Regions from separate parts of the Anser cygnoides genome. Here region 2 is linked to region 1. The links are chromatin contacts, called in public Hi-C maps. All regions are on one chromosome and are shown on one strand. The core of a region is the stretch at or near the end of the contact, and the rest is flanking DNA. Distances in the headings are between cores, read along the strand shown. Region 1 holds the start of UBTD2 (ubiquitin domain containing 2). Region 2 overlaps SH3TC2 (SH3 domain and tetratricopeptide repeats 2).

Region 1 (3,240 bases), core at 25-2,524:
ACTTGAGTGCTATGTGTTTCCTTTCTCTGGTTTAAAGTTCTTCACAGAAAAGAAAATTTTGCTTTTCTTGTAATTAGCGTGAATGCAGGCAGATTCTAATGATCTTTCCCCACATTTTCTTACGATTTGTGAAATTCCTATTTGGGCCCATAAAGCAGATCGACTCTACATCATTTTGTTCTCAGATGATGAAGTGTTCAGCCTCTTGCACTCAGCTTATCTCATACATTTGGGATTTTAATTATTGACACAGGTGTCTTCCCAAAGGTTGACTGGTCTTCCAGCATGAAGAATACATATGAAAATTAATGGTAGAAACGGACCTGTCTGTGTGTTCCTCTCATGTGGTGACTATGAGCCCTATGAACAGCTATGGCATTTTAATTAAAAAAAAAAAATGTATTTGCATTGTTATCTGTAAGTAGGTAAAATATGTTCAGCCTCGGTTCCATTTTCTGCTTTTTTTTGTGTGTAGCAGAACATTAAGCTGCTGTGTACAGCAGAACATAGGGGAACCCAGAGCTCAGTCTGTTATCATGTTTTATTTTTTGCAGCGTCTGCTTTCATTTTTCAATGTTCTGACTTATTTTTCAATGTTCAATGTTCTTATTGCTAGCTGTTTTGAAGAGCGACAGTACATCTGATAGCGTACGAACCGTAATTCCACAGTGAGATCGCTACTAAAATAATATAACCTCTTTGGGCACGAAGTGCACAAAAAAAGCAAACTTTTCTTCTCAGAGGATTGAAGGCAAGTCCTGATTGGCCACGAGGCACTATTTTTGCTTAGCGTTGTTTTTAATTTAAACTGGCATGCTATTAACACTGAGGTGTTATTAGCAGGCTATAGATTTATCCGAGCGTGCGTGTACTTTCTATGTAAAAATGTAAACGGTATTGGCAAAAGGGGGGGGGGAAGGAAAGCCCCAGACTGCGAAGCAAGGTCAGGGCAGGCTCCGCACGACCCCTGGGTCTCGGCCTGGACCCTGCGGGCTGCGAGGAGCCGGGGGCGGCCCCGGTTCCCCACGCGAAGCCCCGCGGCCTGCCCGCCGCCCGGCCCCTCGCCTCGCACCGCCCGGACGGGCCCAGCCCGGCCTCAGGCTCCGCCGAGGCCTACGCCGGGCCGGGCCGGGCCGCGGGCAGAGCGGGCCGGGGCGAGCCGGGGCCCGGCGGCGGAGGCGGAGCGGCGCGGCGCGAGGCAGGCCGCGCCCCGGGGGCGGTGTTGCGGAGCTCGGAGGCGGCTCCGGAGCCATCGCGCCTGCCCGGCCGGCCGGCGGCGGAGCTCGGCTCCAGGGGGAGGGGGGTGGGGGGGCGGCAGCGGAGCGGAGGGGAGCGGAGGGCGGCGGGTCTGCGGGCCCCATGGGCGGGTGTGTGGGCTCCCACCACGACTCCTCGGGCAGCCTCAACGAGAACTCGGACGGCACCGGAGGTGAGAGCCGGGGCCCGGAGGGAGGGGAGGGAAGGACGGAGGGAGGGCTGGCTGCCCACCGAGCCGCGCGGGGACCCGGGGCCTGCGGCGGGGCCGGGGCCGGGGGGGAGCAGCGCTGCGCCCCCCGGGCTCGGGGCGCCGTGCCCGGTTCCCCTCCCCGACACACGGCCGGCCGGGCCGCAACTTTCCCGGGGAGGGCACTGCGGGGACCGGGGGCGCTCGGAGCCCTTCGGGGGCGTCCCCGCTCGCCGAGAGCCGTCCCGGGATGGATCCGGGAGCAGGGAGCTGTGTTTGCCCCCCCGGTGCCCCGGGGGGGGGGAGCGCGGACGAAGCCCACCACCCCCCGTCGCCCCCAGCCCCGGTGCTGGGGAAATAAACACGGGCTGGGGGAACAGCCTGCCCCGGGCTCCCAAACTTTGTTTTCCTTGGGCTCAGCTCCTTGTGGTGTGTGGGAAATAATTCTTCAGATAACTTAGGTCCTGGCACTGCTGTGGGTTGGGCTTTTTTTTTTTTTTTTTTTAAATTCTCTCCGAGGAAGATGGATGCTTTCCTCTAGCCTGGATCACCCCTGCTAAGTAGTCAGTTTCCAGGGACTTCAGATGCTGGAGCAGCCTGTGCGCGCTCATGTGCAAGTGCACACCTCCTTAGCCAGCGTAGCCTGTGTGGAAACACTTCTGCAGTGTAAGTGGCCTCAGCCTTTCTGTTTTACCCTACCTAAATGTCTGAGCGATTGCGTTTTCAGTCTTAGGTTTGCGGACCCCTGATGTTCTCCAGCAGAGCTCTGTATGCTGTGCAGTCGTTTAAAGCCAGCCTACCAACAGGACACTTGTATAAGTATTCCTCGCACATGCAGGGTCCACAGATTTCAGGTTGAAAACTGCTGACCTAGATGAACATCTTCCTCTGTACCTTACAGAGTATTATTTATTGGTCTGTTTTTACCTCAGACAGCCCAGCTGATGGGTGTTCTGTCACAGCAGTGACTTTATTGCTGTTCCACAATGTCCAAAAAACGCAGCTTTTACATCTGAAGCAGCCACCTGCTGATTAATGCCAGATACATAGTTCACAGAAATACCAGGAAGTCCAGATGTGTGGGATTTAATCACATCATTGACATTAAAAGGAATTTTATAGCTTTGCCTAATGTGAGTCTTTCTTACTCTCCCCTCCTCCCTCCCCCCCTTTTTTTAAAAAAAAATCAAGTTACCTAAAAACTACATTAGTACTAAGCAAACTTACCAACCAGTAAGAGATGCAAGAGCGAGTAAGGGACCAGAGCATACTAGATGTCAAGGAAAAAGAATGGAAGGAATAGTAACATACCTGTAAAATCTTGACCAAAAAATAGCATTAAAAGCTGTGCTGACGATTTTTCAGAGTCCTGCTTCAGTAGCTAGGTGTTGCGAGGTGAGATCATGTCACAGAAATAGCTGTGGTTTAATTTCCTCGCTCTTATCTTCCCTGTGATGCCCAATGAATGAGATGGGGAAAAAAATCAGAATTTTGCTGATGCTGTAAAATAGTAATGCTGTCTTATTATGCTCTCAGTAGCAGTGTGTGAGGTAGGCAGTTTCTGTCCAAGTTGTCTAAAAATTGCTGTCCCGGGTAGACTTACTCAGAGCATGTTACTGCCTAGTGTTTACATGGCGTGGCACGCTACAGCTTTGGGGTTAAATAACCTATTGTACTTGGTGCATTAGAACAGCAGCTGGGTTTTTCAAGATGTAAGAGATGCAAAATGCATGTCAGCTGGCTCATGTTGATTCATGCTCTAAGGATAATGTTCCTTAAGGTTGTCTTGCTGAAGT
Region 2 (3,489 bases), core at 898-3,397, 180 kb before region 1:
CCTGAAACAGAACATGAAGAGCAAGTTCTCCTTGTTGCTGGGCAAAATGGTGACCTTGCTCGTCTGCTTGCCTGGCCGCCCTTTCAGCTCTGAGAACGAGCTGGAAGTCATGGTATACGTGCTGAGGGAAGCCATTGCCGTGGGCAATGCTCCCCTGGAGGCGCGGGTCTGTTTCCTTATTGTCAAGCTCTTCCTACAGCTGGGAAAAACCGATGAAGTGCTGCCCTTTACTGAGCATCTTCAGTGTCTCACCACCACGTTACTCAGCCCAGACACTGGTGCTGTGCCTCTGGATGTCACCCCCATCTTGAGCTACCTGTATGACAAGAAGTACTTGCCAAACATTGCGCTGGCCTCCGCCAGGCTCTTTGTTCCCAGCGACATCAGGGGGGCACCAACGCCCATTTGGAGAGCTGGCTTCATCCTCCAGTGTACGTCCAAGCTCCTGGGAAGCCAACCGGAGAGGAGCAGCATCCCGGCGCTGGCTTGTTTCTACCTCCAGCAGGCCCTGCGTTTCTCCTGCGAGAGCAGGGCCGTGCCCACCCAGAGGACGCTGTGCACCATCTTGTCCCGGCTGCACCTCCAGCACGGCCTGCTGCACGGGGCGCTCCGCCACGCCACCAGGGCCGTGGCCTTCAGCAAGCTGATGGGCGAGGAGGAGGCCTTTGAGTCTTCCCTCTCCCTGGGGTGGATGTATCTCCTGAACAGCCAGCCGGGCCCAGCTGCAGAGCTCATGGGACAGCTCCTGCGGTCCCTGCACGGGACGGACAGCGTGACGCAGGGGGGGGCTGTGCACAACCTCCTGGCCATTGCCCTCAAAGGGGAAGGGCGGGTGCAGAAGGCTGCGGAGAACTACCTCCGGGCCCTGCAGAAGGCCAAGGAGACCGGCAACAAGAGGAACCAGGCCATCGCCCTGGCCAACCTGGGGCAGCTGAGCCTCTCGCACGGAGCGAGCCAGCTGTCTGAGCACTACCTGCTGCAGTCTGCTCGGCTCTACGCTGAGCTGCAGGGCTGCCAAGACCCGGAGCTGGAGGCGGTGCAAGTGCTGCTGTGGCTGGCGCAGGCCATGGTGAACAGGCAGAGGGTGGAAGATGGCAAGCTCTGCTATGAACTGGCGCTGGGTTTTGCCCTGAAGTGGCGTAACGTGAGGAGTGAGTACCACTTGGCTGGCAAGAACTCACCGCGGGGCAGCGCCTGTTAGGTCCCTAAAGCCATCCCTTTCCCTTCCCTATACCACGCAGGTCAGCTCCACGTCACGGAGGCTCTCTGCCATTTCTACAGCAAGGTGTCCCCCAACCTCCAGGCCTGCATCACCTACCACGAGCACTGGGTGTCTCTGGCCCAGCAGCTCCAGGACAGAGAGATGGAAGGCAATGTTCGGCAGACCCTCAGCCAGCTCTACCAGGCTTTGGACACCTCCGAGTAAGTCCTGTTTGGGGCTGTTTCCATGTAGATGCTGTTAGAGCAGTGTCTCTGCTCACCCAACACCAGAACAGTGGCCTTTTTGAGGTGTCTGGAGCCAAAGTCCCTGGGGAGATGTGGGGACGGCGTGTGGCAGCTCCCTGCAGGCAGGCTGGTGGCTGGGGAACTGCTGAGGTTTGTGAGCTGTCCCTGCGCCGTGATGGGGGGAACAGCTCAATGTCAGCCAGAACGTGGTGACTGCTGGGCAAACACTGGGCTGCGAGCTGGGGCACGGCCAAACACGGCTCTCCAGAGAGACACGCGGCCCTCTTCAGAGGGGACCCAGTGACAGGGAATTCATCACTTCCTTTGGAGGCTTATTTCAGTGATTAATCACCGTCCGCCAGCAAAAATAGTCTCCTTATCAGTTATTGAAATAAGCCTGGCTTCAGCCTCCAGCCACTGAATCTGCCCTTCCTATCTCTACCGGAATATTTTCCCCAGGATTGCACGTAAGGCCCTCTATCAGCTCACCCTTCAATCTCCTGCTTGACGTATGCAGGTGGCATAAGGTTAGGCAGGAGGGGAGAGAAAGACTTGGGCAGACCACAGACTTTCTTCCAGTTTTGAAAGAAAACGTGTCAAACAGCGGAGATCTGGCTCCCACGTCCCAGGAGGACAAGCGGGCAGGGACTGTCGTTAACTGGGACGTTAACCTTCCCGTGCTGGGTCGCAGTGAGTTCAGAGGGAAGGAATTTAGGAAGCAGACGCCTGTCATGTGAGCGGTGCTATTTAAGATCACAAAGCGTCCCCCAGCCTGGGCTGGAAGGACAGCTGGAGCGCAGTCAGCAGCAGGCGAGACACCAGGCAAGCAGACATGTCCTGGGCACTGCCCCGCGCTCCCCTGGCCACGGGTGCCTCGTGCCTTCAGCCTGCCACCTCGTCCTGCTGCTCGTCCCCTCGTCCTCCAGTGACACGGGGCTTGGGAAGGGGCTGTCAGGCCTTGCACATGTGGCCACAGAGCCGCCTTTTTGGATGCCCCAAGGGGCAAACAGCAGGCCGAGATGTGGATCTGGGTTCCAGAGGCTGTTTGGGAGATGAAGGCGCAAGCACTGCCAGCCTGCACTCCCTGTGTGGCTGGGGGTGACTTGGGGCTCGGTGCAGGGGGCAAATAGGCTTTGCAGGTGGCCTGGACAAACCTGCTTCATCAGCTGAAATGAGGAGCAGCCACTGGGGAGCAGCTCCCCTGGGGCTGTGCTGAGACAGAAGACACACGTACATGTCCTGCCCTTTTGCCAGGACACATTTCTGGGAGCTGTGGCTGTCCATTTGGCTCTAACCTGCAGCAACAGCAGGAGGAGAAGACAGCACTGCTAACGGGGACATGCTGTAGCCCTGCAGCTGGCTGCTGGTGCCCCGTGGTTGCTCTGTAATGGCTTTCTGCCCATTGCTGCCACAGGGCTTTGAGACGGTCTCTGGACTGCACCAAGCAGAGCCTAAGGATCTTCATCGACCTGGAGGAGACTGGCAAGGTGGCAGAGGCCTGGCTGCAGGCAGGAAGGCTTTACTACCTTATGCAGGAAGACGAGCTGGTGGAAATGTACTTCCAGGTATGGAGGAGGTGTATGGAGCAGCCCCGTTCCCACCCTGGCTAGGTGCATTCCCATCAGGGCTGTGTGGCTCAGTGGGAGACATTTGGGGCTGGAGAACTTGGGAAGTTTTCTCTTGATCAGTAGAAACCTGCTGCTGCAAAGAAGAGCTGTTGCCTCAGCACTCGTGTGCTATCTGCCATTAAATTTCCTATCTTTCCTTCCATAAGTCGGGTTTGGAGGATTCTGGGGTGACAGCAAGTGAATTTATTGAGTCAGAAATTGATGTGGGAGTGCCAGAGAGAGCTGGAGCTGCTAGGTGGTCAGTTCCCATCAAAATGCACATAGATAGAGGGTGAGGTGCCGGGGAAGTGCTTGGAGACTTCTTGGAGTAGAAAACTTCTGGCTTCTTTCCATCTCTAACATTATTCTGTCAGCTGGGCTGCAAAGATGAAGAGCTACTCATAAAATCTTAGGGCTGCATCCTCCAGGGAGCATC

The links. Hi-C and Micro-C count contacts between places; a contact is called where the count stands out from the background.
Region 2: a Hi-C map of fetal liver shows a contact between it and region 1, with 1.7 times the contacts expected there. The contact joins the enhancer-like site here to the promoter of UBTD2 in region 1. A contact is called at or near these places in 5 of 7 Hi-C or Micro-C datasets (fetal liver, granulosa cells and liver).

Annotation. Positions count from the first base shown.
Region 1 is chr14:10,969,134-10,972,373 of Taihu_goose_T2T_genome, reverse strand. UBTD2 (ubiquitin domain containing 2) reads left to right here and starts at 1,274. Exons shown (of 3, transcript XM_048080408.2): 1 at 1,274-1,429. The coding sequence starts at 1,360.
Region 2 is chr14:11,146,804-11,150,292 of Taihu_goose_T2T_genome, reverse strand. It overlaps SH3TC2 (SH3 domain and tetratricopeptide repeats 2), which reads left to right. Exons shown (of 19, transcript XM_013191898.3): 13 at 1-1,151; 14 at 1,242-1,422; 15 at 2,861-3,011. Among named protein-coding and RNA genes, the nearest start is that of SH3TC2, 12 kb to the left of the region's middle. Within about 2 kb of position 2,147, at least 1 of the 3 cell types and tissues checked has open chromatin away from gene starts, as enhancers often do. A contact at or near this core is called in fetal liver, where this site is marked.